Linked DNA regions of Mus musculus: all the other regions are linked to region 3. A link is a contact called in public ChIA-PET and promoter capture Hi-C data. All regions are on one chromosome and are shown on one strand. The core of a region is the stretch at or near the end of the contact, and the rest is flanking DNA. Distances in the headings are between cores, read along the strand shown. Region 1 holds the start of Fcrla (Fc receptor-like A). Region 2 holds the start of Cd48 (CD48 antigen). Region 3 holds the start of Arhgap30 (Rho GTPase activating protein 30). Region 4 holds the start of Slamf7 (SLAM family member 7). Region 5 holds the start of Cfap126 (cilia and flagella associated protein 126).

Region 1 (2,700 bases), core at 10-2,509, 460 kb after region 3:
TCTTCCTCTTCTGAAGCTGTTGGGTCTTTCTACCACATCAGCTGCAAGACTTACTGCCTCACTGCCTTCCCCCACACCCATATTCAACCAGCTCAGGACTCCCTGGGGCCATCTGCACAAAAACATACACTTCTTACATAATGGAAAAGTTATTCTAACTGCTTACACTAGACATAGAAAACCGTACTCTCCTATGCCCATATGGCCCACCTGCCTATCCTGATCTGTTTTGTCATAACTGACTGGTCATGCAGCCCCACCCCCTCTCTGTCTTTGAGACCCACATTTCTGATGACACTCCTCCCTGTGTGGGACCTGGGTGTGGGTGGTGTGACAAGGGAAAGTAGAAGAGTAGGATCTCCATGCAAGGAGACACAGGGCCCACAACTGAGCAAAGAGTTGGAGTTCGGGACTGTGGCTCCCATAGGTCCACACGGAGGTGAAGAGAGATGACATGGCTTCTATATTCATTGCCCATGTTCCCCAGTCTCTTCCAGGTACTCAAAGACTGGATACTTCCTGTCTCCAAGTCCTCAGAGTCAGTGCTTCGAGCTTTGGCAGGGAACCCAATGGTTGGACTTCTTGCTGGGGTCTCTGGGAATTGATTTTCTTTTTCTTTTTGCTCTTTCCCATGGTTCTAACTCTGCCTTGTATGCAGAGTTCCACAAAGGCTGAACAGCCTGTATCATTCTGCAAGGCTCAACAGTTCTGCAAGCCTGTGTCGTTCTGCAGAAACAAAGCTAAGACACAGGTCAGGAGAAACTTGGGTACAACTTTGAGTGGAGTTTGCTTGGGCAGAGCCAATAGAGACAAATTTGACAGCTACCCTTATCAATCTGTCCTCTCTCTCTCCTGCTGTATTAGAATCACTGGGCACAGGTAAAGAGTGGAGTGGAAGGAGCAGGACACCTCCACATCACATCCTTCACACCCCCGTGGTTTTCTTCCATTAATTTCCGGCCTCCTACCTCCAGCGAGCTGGACTGTTGTGGGGTTGACTTCTCTCTGGTGTAGTCTGAAGACCAACTGAACACCAATCATTTTGAAAAGTCCCCAAGCTCAACAAGAAAAAGAAAAAAATTAACAATTGAGAGCCCTAGCATTTAATCTACACCCTGAGGGATGAAGGATGGCATCAGAAGCAACCTGTGTGAACCTGAGTGACAAGAGCCAATTGGAGACTTGGCCACAGGTGTGTGGAGGCGAGACAGTTAGGTTTATTTCCTCTTTTCTAATTTGAGAGGTTTCATGTTGAAGAAAATCAGTATGTTGGGGTTGCAGGAGGTATAAACCCAGTCACCATGAAGCTGAGCTGCACGCTCACACAGTGGGCCCTTTATGTCTGCCCTGCTGTGCTCCTGGCAACCCAGATGTTACTGGGTAAGTAAAGTGTTTGAATGCTGGTGTGGAGATGAGATACGCCAAATCTTGAGGAAATCCTCAAAGGTAAGAAGAATGGACTAGTTCTGACTTTGCAAAGAATTACTGCTCAGGCGGGACAAGGACAGATAGAAGACAAGTCAGACGTGAAGGACTGAATGGCTCTTTCTAAATATAAAAAGTCTAATAGTTTCCATCCTAAAAGTCCCTTCTGACTATGAAGCCTTTGCCAACTGCAAATCTTAGCTCTTACTTTTCTAATACAACTGTCTTGGAAGGGCAGTGCGGGCTTGCAGGCTCCACCTCCTTCCCTGCTTGCAGCGTGGCCTCCACTGGAGTCTGGATTACGTAGGGTACAGTGACCTCTGCTCTAACCAGGTCCCTGTACACTTTTCGGTTCTTACCGTGATGGGTTTCTTTGTTTTGTCTAGCCCTACTGGCTGCTTATTCTCTCTTGCAGCCTCTGTTTTCCTGACTGTCACTGTCATTTACTCTGTTTACTGCTGGGATGTCCTTTGGTCCTTCAGTAGCTTTTCTTTGCCTTCCATAAACTCCAGTGTGCTCTAAAGTTAAATCTTTTCCCTCCCTCCCTCCCTCCCTCCCTCCCTCCCTCCCTCCCTCCCTCCCTCCCTCCCTCCCTCCCTCCCTCCAGTTTGCATGTATGTGTATGTTTTTTCTGAACAGTTGTATATTTTAGAGCCTCGGGCACATTTCCAGCTCTAATTCTGCTTTTGACCTTCACATTTGAATATTAACCTTTACACAGGCATTTTGACCCATGTGTGTGTGTGTGTGTGTGTGTGTGTGTGTGTGTGTGTGTGTGTGTCCATGTACCTGGTACCAACACAACATGACCAGAGATGAGTTCACACATTCTTGCATCCTCACTTCTTTTCATTTACTTTTTATCTGATCTCAGCTCACTGCACTAGCCCTCTGCTGGAAACCCAACTCTTCCTTTGTCATTCTCTGCATCATCATCATTGACAAATGTCACCTCCTAACTTGCTTTCTCAACCAGTTCCTTCTCTGGACCACTACAAATGTTTTCTTAGGACTGAGCTGGGCAATGGCTTCCTTGCCAACCCTGTCTCAGCCTCGTCTCACAGGATGAATTCTCTCTACATCCGGAGTGACTTCTAAAACTCCAGCTCTTGTTGTGGCACATAAAACCCCAAACCTGGTACCCACTAAACCCCCTCAGCCTCTTTGGCATACCCAAAGCCTTCCCACTTCCACTCTCACAAAACTCAATGAGCCTGCATTTCCATTCACAGCCCAGATTCCTATCTGCCTCCGAGATTTGCTTATATTGTTAGC
Region 2 (2,700 bases), core at 4-2,503, 290 kb before region 3:
ACCTGGAGGGCATCATCCTGAGTGAGGTAACTCAATCACAAAGGAACTCACACAATATGTACTCACTGATAAGTGGATATTAGCCCAGAAACTTAGGATACCCAAGATATAAGATACAATTTGCTAAACACATGAAACTCAAGAAGAACGAAGAACAAAGTGTGGACACTTTGCCCCTTCTTAGAATTGGGAACAAAACACCCATGGAAGGAGTTACAGAGACAATGTTTGGAGCTGTGACGAAAGGATGGACCATCTAGAGACTGCCATATCCCGGGATCCATCCCATAATCAGCTTCCAAATGCTGACACCATTGCACACACTAGCAAGATTTTGCTGAAAGGACCCAGATAGAGCTGTCTCTTGTGAGTCTATGCCGGGGCCTAGCAAACACAGAAGTGGATACTCACAGTCAGCTATTGGATGGATCATAGGACCCCCAATGGAGGAGCTAGAGAAAGTACCCAAGGAGCTAAAGGCATCTGCAACCCTATAGGTGGAACAACATTATGAACTAACCAGTACCCCTGAGCTCTTGACTCTAGCTGCATATGTATCAAAAGATGGCCTAGTCGGCCATCACTGGAAAGAGAGGCCCATTGGACTTGCAAACTTTATATGCCCCAGTACAGGGGAACACCAGGGCCAAAAAAATGGGAATGGGTGGGTAGGGAAGTGGGGGGGAGGGTATGGGGGACTTTTGGGATAGCATTGGAAATGTATTTGAGGAAAATACGTAATAAAAAATATATTAAAAAAAAACGGAGCTCCTTTTAGCAGAGAGCTTCCTCTTACTAAAAATTCCTTCACAGAGCACCAGGCATGAGGTATATGTAGTACAAGGGTCCTACTTCCCCACCTCCCCAGGTCCCGTTTCTCTTGTCCTCCTGGGAAAAGAGATGGGGCCTCGTTTTCCAGAGCTGAGGAACACGTCCCAGCCTTCCCCCCAGTCCCGCTGCGAGCATGGTAGCACCCAGCCCAGGAGCATGCTCATTTCCAGGGTTGAGCTACATCCCACCTCCCCTTTCCCAGCTGGCCATGCCTTCAGTGCACAGCCGGACACTTGGAGGAAGCTACCTTGAAATCCAGTTCCCAAGGGCAGCAGTAGCAGTTCCAGGACCAGACACCATCCCTGTTTTATGAAGCACATAATACTTAGAGAAGCTTCCCCAGAACACTGGAGACAACTGTAAGAGAAGTCAGGGCGCCTGCCCTTCAATCAGGAAGCAAAACCCAAAACCGGAAGTCGTATGAGGTTTTTCTGTTTTTTCTCTATTTCACGAATTACCATACACAACAGGAAAGCAGACCACTACCATCACACCACATGGAATGAGATTTCAAATTCTCCTACCCACTAGAGATCAACAAGAAAAATAGCTTGGCTTAAAAGAATGGATTTTTCAGCAGTGCACTTTGAGCACTGAGGCCGAATCTGCTGTTGCCTGTGGGGAGTAAGGAGAGGCTGTGACTGGGCAGAGACCACCAGCGTCGCAGAGGGGAGTTGACTATCTCCAGCCACCTCCAGCAACGCCCATCTGTCCGTTCACATGGCCCTCTGCCCTGTTCCGCATGCAGCCTGCTTCTACAGGAGGAGACACCAAGTCAACTCACTACCTGACATTGGGAATCATGTCTTATGCTCCTGATCACACGAGAGGTCTATGAGATAGCTACAGCAGGTATCAATTCTTGTACCTTATTGAAACTCAGAGTCAGGTTTGCCTAAGTCATGTGTCAGTTATGGTGAACTTTCCCATTTATTCTCCACATGCAGAAAGATGTTAAGATTATGAGTCTCACCAGAATCTTCTAGAAATCAGGTCTGGCCAGCCTCCGGCCCTTTTCTTATGCCTTTCTGCACTGTGCCTGCTGTTTTCTCTGCCCAGCATGGCAGACAGCAAAGCTTTGAACTAGAAGAGAAGATACGGCAGGAGCAAATGAGCAAGGTTTTATGGTGGATTTAGGCAGAGACAGTTTTAGATTACACATTAAAAAGGAACTGAGAAGAGGAGGTAGGGCAAAATGAGAGGACCAGCAGGATGCGGAAATAGGCGTGGTCCAGCCCCATAGTATCTCAAAAACCAACTCCCCACCCATCTTAGCAGAGTCTTCCTAGAAGCAGGAGAAAGAGGACAGGGTTGCAAAAATACGCAAAGAGCAGGTGTGGAGAACCAGCTGCAGCACTTCCAAACATACAGCACGGTGCTCAGGCTGTAGACGTGTCTTGGTAGTTAACAACACTTGTTCTTGGAGGTCACCCAGGTTTGATTGATTCCCAGTATCTATATGGAGGCTCAGAACCATGTGTAACTGTAGTTCCAGGGGATCTGCCACCCTCTTCTTACCTCTTCTCACGGAGAGTAGGAATGCACATGACATACATATGTACATGCATACAAAACAGCCATACACATAAAAATAAATAAACCTAAAAAAAAAATACAGTTCTCAACATGGGCGTGGTGGTGGTGCACCCCTTTCATGCCAGCACTTGAGGCAGAGGCAGAAAGGCAAAGGCAGAGATGGTCTCTGATCCAATGTGTCTCACACCCTAGAGTTGATTCTCAAGTTCCCTGAGAAGATCTGTCGTTTTTTGGCTAGCCTAAGAATCTAAGGCAGAATGGAAGAGCATAGCTAATGAAGGTTTGAAATCGTCCCCTTTCTCCTATGTATGGTTTGCAAGAGATCCCAATGGA
Region 3 (2,700 bases), core at 177-2,676:
GGAGGAGAAAAGGGGAAGGAGGTGTCTGGGGACACAAGGGCGGGGCCAAGAGCAGGAAATGAGCTGGGAACCACCACCACCCTCCCTTCACTGCAGGCAACCAGAGAAGGGGGACAAAGAGGAAATGACAGATTGGGGTGGGGTGGAGTGGAGGGGGGCAGAATTGTGCCCCCTTTTTTTGTTAAGTTGCTCTGCGTGCTGAAAACAAGCTGGGCAGTGTAGTCGGGTCGGCACTGATCAATTTCAGAACAAATTAAGGCCTGGTTCTGAGTGGTGACTGCATGTCCTACACAGTGATGAGCTCCCAGGCCCACTGCAGAGGGAGCTCCAGACTGGGTGCACACCCCTCTTTATTGTAGTTTCCACTCCCCACTTCAAACCAGGGCTGAAGCAGTCTGGTTCACTTTTCCCGCATTCCCGGTGCAGTCTACCATCAACGGGTTTCTTCTTTGCAAGCAATTTAAAGAAGAGTGTCACTCCTCCCTGCTGCCCCCACTCCTGTGGCCCAGCAAAGGTGCAGAAGGGCTAGGTCCTTGTCCCTTGGTGCTGTTCTCCAGTTAGAATGCCTTCCTCTCCCCTCCGCAAGTTCTATCCTCAGACTCGCTGGGCCCTTTCTTACCTGTATCTCCACTTAGTGTTCCACCAACTATCCCTTCAGCCATTCTTCTGGCATCCGACCTCCATTCCCTCCACCCTGTCCCCAGTCTCCATTCTCTCATCTGATTCATCCACCTCTCCAGATTTTCCAAATCTCATCCCCCACCCCACCCCGGGACACATTCCCTCGGCATTCCCATCCTCGAGTTCTCAGCTACCCGGTCCCTAACTACCGCAGAAGGGCACCTCTCCATCTTCTTCTCTGAGCCACATTTCCTGTCTTGCCTTTGCCTAGATCTCAGGTGTGGTGATCCTGGGCCACTGCCCGTTCCCTAAGAGCTCATTCTGCCCAACGGAGAAGACAAGGTTGGCGTCTGCATGGCAATCCAGCCACCCAGCTGCCCCGTTCCAATTGACCTCCTTACCTTCCTGGCCCGAGTGCTGTAGATGCTCACGTAGGTCACACCCAAACACCCGTTCCTTAGAGCTGCCCTTCTTCTTTCCTTTCTGCCGAGACTTCATGACCAGGGCCCCCCGGGATCTCTGTCCCCCAAGACCTTTGACCTACCAGTCCCCCATGGAATCCCAGTCAGTAGTTGGGCTTGGCCCAGCCCCAGGGGGGGCAGGGCTCCAAACTGGAGGTGGAGGGTGGCCTGGGCAAGGGACAGCAGCGCTTGCCTCTGGGGGGCCCCTGGGGCCACACGGAAGTAGATATGGAAGAGGAAGCTACCAGAACCCTGGCATGAAGCTGTGTCTCGTGGCCAAGCTGAGCGCTAGCCCTTCTCGTCCTGTGCAGCTCGAGGGGGAGCAGGAAGCTGTGCAGCTCCTCAAACCCGCTTCCTGTTAGAGCATCTTTGCAACCACAGGCCTCGGGTGGGGGAGGTAGCTGGCATTCACATCCTCATCATTGCTGGGACTCCATTCATTGGTCACAGCAGAAGGTGATGTCAGAATCTCGGGGTGGAGTAAGGGTGCCTGGGGTGTGAGCAGGTGGCTGCCATTTCTAGAGACCGAAATCTCTAGGTGGGACAGAGACCCGAGGCTTTGCCTGTGAGCACGGCAGGAAAGGACCACGAAGAACATACCCAGGGTGGGGGATTCTTTGATGACCCTGCCATCTTGGTCAGGTCACATTACTTCACTGAGCCTCCAGTCGCTGTACATTTGAAAATGAGGACACAGACCAGGTGACTTTGAGTTTCAGTTTCTTTGTCTGTCAAAGGGTACACGGCTGACCACCCCACACAGCTGCTGGAAGTTTCCAGTACAGTCAGATTAGAACCACTTTAGAAACTAAGGCACTGGCTTCCCCAAAAGGAGGTTATGTCCACACGGCCCTACCTGAGGGCTCTCAGAAATGGTTACAATGTCTTTTGAAAGCCACTTGCTCCTTTCTTAGCTGTATCTGGGCCCTTTCCCTGGGAGGGAATCACATAGAGACTCAGTCCATAGCACTTGTGACTTACCCAGTTCAAGGGGCAAGACAGGAATCAGACAAAAAAAGGTTTTATCTGTTTATTTAAAAACAGAATATCATTTTATGTACAAATATACATATATTTACATGAAATATACATACTAAGACCCCAGATCCTTGGGGTCCATAAGTCCTGGGCTGCTTGGGAATGAAATGAGAGTTTCTCCTTTAGACCAGCAGATTTCAGGCCACACAAGGGTTGGATACTAAATCCCAGTATTCTGACTGCGTAAGTTTGGGCAGGCTAAAGAAAAACAAACATCTTACCCCAGGCTCCACACATACAAAGTGCCAGAGAGCCCCGGATTAATGACTCAGAAACCCCTGGGGAAGGGCCTGTTCTCACCCTCACCCACAACACCCCTTTCTCTTCACCTGAACTTCCACCTTCCCCGCGACCTACCCTCTGCCCTCAACACAACTGAACCAGGAGTCCTTGACAACAAGTCCCAACGCCGTGAAGGTACAAACCACTGTAGACACAGCGAGGACAAGATTCGAGGGGCCATGGGAGCCAAGCCCCCCCATCCCTAGTCTCTTATCCAGTGTTCAGACCTCATACCCCAGGTTCCAGACTCCTCCAGCTGTCAGCCCCCTCCCCAGAACCTCTGTGGGTGAAGGCATCC
Region 4 (2,700 bases), core at 156-2,655, 260 kb before region 3:
AGGATCTTACGGAGAAGACAGAGTGCTGGCCAGGACTGCTGTTTTGAGGTTAGTTCTCAAGGGCAGGTCTCTCTCTCTCTCTCTCTCTCTCTCTCTCTCTCTCTCTCTTCTCTCTCTGTCTGCTCTCTCTCGATTTATTTATTTATTTTATGTATGTGAGTACACCATAGCTGTCTTCAGCCGCACCAGAAGAGAGCATCAGAACTCATTACAGATGGTTGTGAGTCACCATGTGGTTGCTGGGAATTGAACTCAGGACCTCTGGAAGAGCAGCCAGTGCTCTTAACCGATGAGCCATGTCTCCAGCCCCAGGTTTTCCTTTCTTACTCTTTCTTTTTCAATCTCTGTCCACGGAATCCTTAGGGGACACCTCAGGACTTTTCAGTGACCTAATTTGACTTCATCTGGGCCTCTTTCCCTTTCATAATTCTCTCCATATTACACAAAAGATCTTGGTCTGGTCATTTACAGGAACAAGGAAAGCTATGAGCTGAGTGACCCAAACCCCTTCTGGGTCAATTTATATGATTAGGCTCTTCCACCTCTCCATTCTGTTTGGCAAGAATTTCAGGAATCAAAATTACAATGTTTTCTAATAACTATTATTTCTATCATTGCCCACATCTGTATAATGTGTTACAAAAGCAAGCAATACTCATTAATGTCTATGATAGGATATAGTATGACAGGAATTGTTGTCACTGATGTGGGTTATTGTCCTGGCTTTGCTAAGGAAATGTTTGCTAATAGGATGTACTTAGAAAAAAATACACCTCTGGCTCTTAATTGAACTAGGTCAAGATGAACAAATAACTGTCTATGAGCCATGTTGGAAAGATATATAGGCAGGCTTTTGAAAGATGGTAGATAACACACAGGCGTGACCTGATGAATCTCTGGAAAATACACTGAGCAAAGTTGGTAAAAGTCATCAGAAGAGGTGGGAAATAGTTAAAAAAAAACCGAAAAACCAAAAAAACAAAAAACACCTCTCCACTTTGATAAAAGTTGAACAGAGGAAATCCCAGTCTGTCCCAGATAGACTGGAGGGTTTATGGAGCCTTTGAGGAGAGAAAGAGGAGAGAAGGGAGGGAGAGAGAGAGAGAGAGAGGAGAGAAGGGAGAGAGAGAGAGAGAGAGAGAGAGAGAGAGAGAGAGAGAGAGAGAGAGCGAGAGAGCAGGAGAACCTACACTATACTCTCAGTAACGGGCATCTTTGTTTTCTATTCTTTTTTTAAAGAGATTGTTCGTTGACAGTTTCCTCACAAATATGGTGAGTTTTAGTCACTTTCACACCTGTTACTCTCCCATCCATCCTCCTCTGATTGGACTCTGCTCCCTAACAGTCATACCTGGCTTCACATCGCTTGGCGTGTGTGTGTGTGTGTGTGTGTGTGTGATCCACAGAATCTAATTATGGTTACCTACATGAGCACTAGTGGGCGGTTATTAGAGCATCTGCTATTTGTTGGTGGTAACAACATCAAAGACCACGACACTCCTTCCCCCAGAAACCGTTAACTGCCAATAGTCCCTTGGGGAGGGGAGGGCTCCATGAGCCTCACTCCTACCCATGATGAAATGTTGAAGGCCCAAGCCTGGCAGAGCTTCTGCAGCAAACCATGAAATGTGTCATGATGGGAAGATGTCATTTCACAGCACACCTCCTTGTCTCCTAGCTCCTACATTCTTTCCACCCCTTCTTCCACAGTGTTTCCTGAGCCCTGATACAGACGCCTTGCTTAAAGCTGAGTACTCCATCACTGATTCTCCGGACTTTGACCAGGTATGAGTCTCTGAACTAACCACTGCCCACAGTGGCATCTCTGAGCAAGGCTGAAAGTAGTGCTAACTTGTGGGTATAAACATGAGTGCTTAGAAGGCAATTTAACAGTATGTCCATTTAGCAAAGCAACAGTAACGGGTTCCCCCTGAGAGGTCCTGAAGCACCCAGCCACAGGTTCTGGACTAAGTTTATAGTATCAAACATGGGTTCTTTCTGGCTGGCCTCAAATCCAATCAGAAAGTAACTGGCTATTCCGACATAATCACACCACTATGGTACCAATGGGGACATGGTGTCAGGTAGGTCAGGATTGTACCTTCAAAGGTAAGACTATTCGTGACTCTTCTCCCCCAGCGGCCTGCATAGCGCCTTGCAGAGCTGTGAAAGCTAGCCAGCAGGGAGGAGACCTCCAGTTCAGTTCCAGCTTGATTTCTCTGTGTTCTGTATCCAAAGTATGTGCTTGGTCTCTTTAGCAATGGGGTCTTACCATCAAATTCTGGTGGGCAACCAAGAGCAGTGGTGATAGCCTGTCCTGTTTTGGGAGCCTCTGGGCCTCCCTGAACCTCCCTGACAGACAACTGGCAAGATGTTGTCCACCTGACATTGGTATTTCCATTCAATTCTGGCCACCCATACAGGGTAACCTTGTTTAAATTCTAATTATTACATTTTAAATACATTTATGAAATACTAAGTTTCCAATCTTTCCTTTTGGTTTTCCCCCATCTGCCACTCCCTTCCACCACCACCACCACCATACCCACCACCCCCATTTAGACCATTCCAGCCCAGTCTCCCAGCTTCTACTTTCATATCACACTTGTGATTGAGATATTAAAAAAGGGGGGGGCGAAGGGAGGGAAGAAAGAGAGATACCAATAAAACTAAAGACTCCAACTGAGTCAGAAGTTTGAG
Region 5 (2,846 bases), core at 28-2,527, 270 kb after region 3:
GGGATGGTAACCAAATCCACATTGCTACCTGCTTTTAGAAGGCCAAGGGGCAGAAAACGCCACTTTCTTTCTTTCTTTCTTTCTTTCTTTCCTCTCTCTCTCTCTCTCTCTCTCTCTCTCTCTCTCTCTCTCTCTCTCTCTCTCTCTCTCTCTCTCTCTCTCTTTTTCTTTCTTTCTTTGAGGCTGGGTTCCACCCTTCTGTCCCTGCCTCCCTGGCAAGAACGTTTTTTATTTGTAAAAATAGACCATTTGTAAAAATATTTGTAGACATAAAACAACCATTTGTGTTGCTTTGACAGAAGGTAGTTGGCCAAGGTGGCACACACCTGTAAGCCTCACGCTTAGCAGAGGAAGGTAGGAGGGTTGTGACTTTGTGGTCCAGTCTGGGATAGGTAGGTAGTAGCAAAACCTTACCTGTCTACCTACTCACACACATACACATAAACGAAGAAAAAGAACAACACTAAACTGGGAATACTAAAGAAGGAAAATATTTTCTCCAAAGGAACTCCAAAAATGTGTAGGCAATATTTTGTTTCTTTTCTTACTACAAGACTCTGGCTGGCCTGGAACTCTCTATGTAGACCAGGCTGGCCTCGAACCATCAGTGACTATTTTGTGTCCTTGTTTTCATTCTCTCTCTCTCTCTCTCTCTCTCTCTCTCTCTCTCTCTCTCTCTCTCTCTCTCTCTCTTTCTCTCTCTCTCTGTGTGTGTGTGGAGGGGGAGGGGTTCTCTTGAAGCTCAGGTTAGCCTTGGACTCAGTATGTAGCCCCAGAATGCCTTGAACACCCATCCTCCTGCCTCGGGGACCACTGGGGAGCATCTCTACCCCTATATTTTGAATTTTTCTGAAACAAATTAGTGCTAACTTTCATATAAATAGATATGACTTTGTCACTTGACTTACAAAGCCTAAACTGCTTACTCTGGCCTGTACAAATAAAATCACTGCTTCCTGGCTTACGGTCTACAGATTTAACCCAGATCCTCTTTGCTTGTTCCTGGGCCCTCCCACCCATGAGATGAAGCACCGCCTCAACCCAGTCAGAGTCTGATGGGAGCGGGCAGTCAAGGGCAGCATCTGGAACATAAACTCAAATGTAAAAGGGTGACGAGCAAGCGCTTACCTGGTTGGCACTGTAGTTAGTGGCCATGATCCAGTGCTGTTTACACTTGTTGCCTGGCAACTGCAGAAGGCCAGCCTTCTGGGAGTTACTCCCGGTCAGCAGGGGTTGGGCTACATTCTGTGGTTTACACTACCCTCTTCCTTTCTCTCTGAAACGTAGGTTCATTTTCATTTTAGAGTATAGAGGCCCAAACAAACATGAGAAAATGAACTGAGAAGTAGCCATGGATACCTTGAACACCCCGTCCTCCTGCCTCTGCTTCCAAAATCCCAGGACCACTGAGCAGGACCGCTGCATTTGCCTCAGTTACTATACTTTGCATGTGTCCAAAACAAATCAGGGATAACTGTCATGTAAATAGCTGTTTCCCCAACATAGTTAAGTCTGCTTCAGAATTTCCAGGTTGTCTTTGAATGACATCTTCAACTATTTAAACAAACTTTGAGACCCCCCAACCCCCGTGAGCTGAGTGTGTGAGACACTGTGGTATAATGAACTAAGCCTAACCCCTCATCCATCACACACTGTAGTGATGGCCTGCTTTGTACACTGAAGAATAAGGTGAATGAAATGTTCACAGTGGGAATTGGGCGCTGCCAAGATGCTGCTCACAGGATAACAAAGGCACACTGCTTAGGAAGCAACCAACTGGTTTGTTCCCAAAAGGAAATATATGTCTTATCCTTGGTCCTTAAGTGACTCCTGTCTCCTCCATCCCCCTACAGTCACAGGACCCAAGATATAGCTTCATAGTGTTGGTTAGGATATGGCAAATCAGAACGTAGGGTGGGAAACTGAGTAGGTACCAGGGCCTGAGCCTATTAGCTATAAAACCAAGGAACCCTGAGAGACTCATTGAAATTTCTGTTAAGTCCATCTACTCATCTATTGGGGTGTTAGAACTAAAGAGGGCTTGTCAGTTACAAAGTCTTAAGTTTTAAAAAAAGGAAAAAACCCAAGTTGTCCAAAGATACTTAAGAGCCAGATATGGCTGTGCACGCCTGTAATCCCAGTATCCAGGAAGTGGAGGCAGGAGGATCTCAAGTTCAAGACCAGCCTTGGCTATGTAGTAGGATCCTGTCTCCAAAAAACAGGGAAGGGACTCATGAGGCCCCCCCTCCTTCCTGGAGCTATGGAGGCGTTAACTGTTGCTGGGGGAGGGGCTCACAAGGCCCCGCCCTTTATGTTAATAGTTCTGGAGAGGGCAGGATCTTCTTTTCAGTGTTGTAACCAGCCACACTGGTAGGTGGTCCATGCTCCTGGGAATAACCTCCCACGTGTGCAAGCATCTCTGAGCTCAGACACACACACACACACACACACACACACACACACACACACTCAAACACGAAAGCATGGTGACGCCTCTAACCTCAGAACTTGGAGGAGTCAGACCTCTAAATGTGAGCCAACCAGGTTTACATAGTAAGTTCCAGGCCAGTCAGGGATGCATAGAAAGGCCTTATCTCAACAACCAAACAACAAGAACAAAAGTCCACGTGAAGTGAGAAGAGGGTATAGGGGGAAGCAGGTGGGGTCCACTGGGAGGGGGAGGGGCATAAGAGGGTGAACGCAATCAGAATCCTACATGAATGAAAATGTCACAATGAAACCCATTATTCTATAGATCATAGGTGCTGGTTTGAAGGAAGGACGTGGGGTGGGGAAGGGATCTGGGGAGATGGCTCAGTGACTGGGAGTGCTCTCTGCTCATCCAG

The links. Promoter capture Hi-C pulls out the DNA fragments that hold promoters and counts their contacts. ChIA-PET counts read pairs in DNA pulled down with a chosen protein or histone mark. Capture Hi-C pulls out chosen DNA fragments and counts their contacts.
Region 1: a promoter capture Hi-C map of liver shows a contact between it and region 3, with 3 times the contacts expected there. The contact joins the promoter of Fcrla here to the promoter of Arhgap30 in region 3. A contact is called at or near these places in 2 of 39 promoter capture datasets (liver and pre-B cells).
Region 2: a contact with region 3 is called in an RNA polymerase II ChIA-PET map of effector CD8 T cells, with 45 read pairs. The contact joins the promoter of Cd48 here to the promoter of Arhgap30 in region 3. A contact is called at or near these places in 2 of 39 promoter capture datasets (hippocampal neurons and pre-B cells) and 2 of 115 datasets of contacts at active chromatin or transcription factors (effector CD8 T cells and memory CD8 T cells).
Region 4: a promoter capture Hi-C map of hematopoietic stem and progenitor cells shows a contact between it and region 3. The contact joins the promoter of Slamf7 here to the promoter of Arhgap30 in region 3. A contact is called at or near these places in 3 of 39 promoter capture datasets (hematopoietic stem and progenitor cells, hippocampal neurons and pre-B cells) and 3 of 115 datasets of contacts at active chromatin or transcription factors (bone marrow-derived macrophages, effector CD8 T cells and memory CD8 T cells).
Region 5: a contact with region 3 is called in a promoter capture Hi-C map of adipose tissue. The contact joins the promoter of Cfap126 here to the promoter of Arhgap30 in region 3. A contact is called at or near these places in 21 of 39 promoter capture datasets (the 3T3-L1 cell line, 3T3-L1-derived adipocytes, the C10 cell line and 12 more), 1 of 15 datasets of contacts at CTCF or cohesin (stem cell-derived epiblast-like cells), 9 of 484 Hi-C or Micro-C datasets (the CH12 cell line, Th1 cells, double positive thymocytes and 4 more), 13 of 115 datasets of contacts at active chromatin or transcription factors (T-cell acute lymphoblastic leukemia, bone marrow-derived macrophages, embryonic hindbrain and 7 more) and 4 of 9 other capture datasets (adipose tissue, embryonic stem cells, liver and 1 more).

Annotation. Positions count from the first base shown.
Region 1 is chr1:170,926,142-170,928,841 of GRCm38.p6, reverse strand. It overlaps Fcrla (Fc receptor-like A), which reads left to right and starts at 1,259. Exons shown (of 5, transcript NM_145141.2): 1 at 1,259-1,380. The coding sequence starts at 1,302.
Region 2 is chr1:171,680,545-171,683,244 of GRCm38.p6, reverse strand. Cd48 (CD48 antigen) reads right to left here and starts at 1,253. Exons shown (of 4, transcript NM_007649.5): 1 at 1,079-1,253. The coding sequence starts at 1,151.
Region 3 is chr1:171,387,686-171,390,385 of GRCm38.p6, reverse strand. It overlaps Arhgap30 (Rho GTPase activating protein 30), which reads right to left and starts at 1,426. Exons shown (of 12, transcript NM_001005508.2): 1 at 1,023-1,426. The coding sequence starts at 1,119. It overlaps Nectin4 (nectin cell adhesion molecule 4), which reads right to left. Exons shown (of 9, transcript NM_027893.3): 9 at 2,099-2,700.
Region 4 is chr1:171,651,742-171,654,441 of GRCm38.p6, reverse strand. Slamf7 (SLAM family member 7) reads left to right here and starts at 1,405. Exons shown (of 8, transcript NM_144539.5): 1 at 1,405-1,785.
Region 5 is chr1:171,121,476-171,124,321 of GRCm38.p6, reverse strand. It overlaps Cfap126 (cilia and flagella associated protein 126), which reads right to left and starts at 1,277. Exons shown (of 5, transcript NM_001379426.1): 1 at 1,129-1,277. The coding sequence starts at 1,155.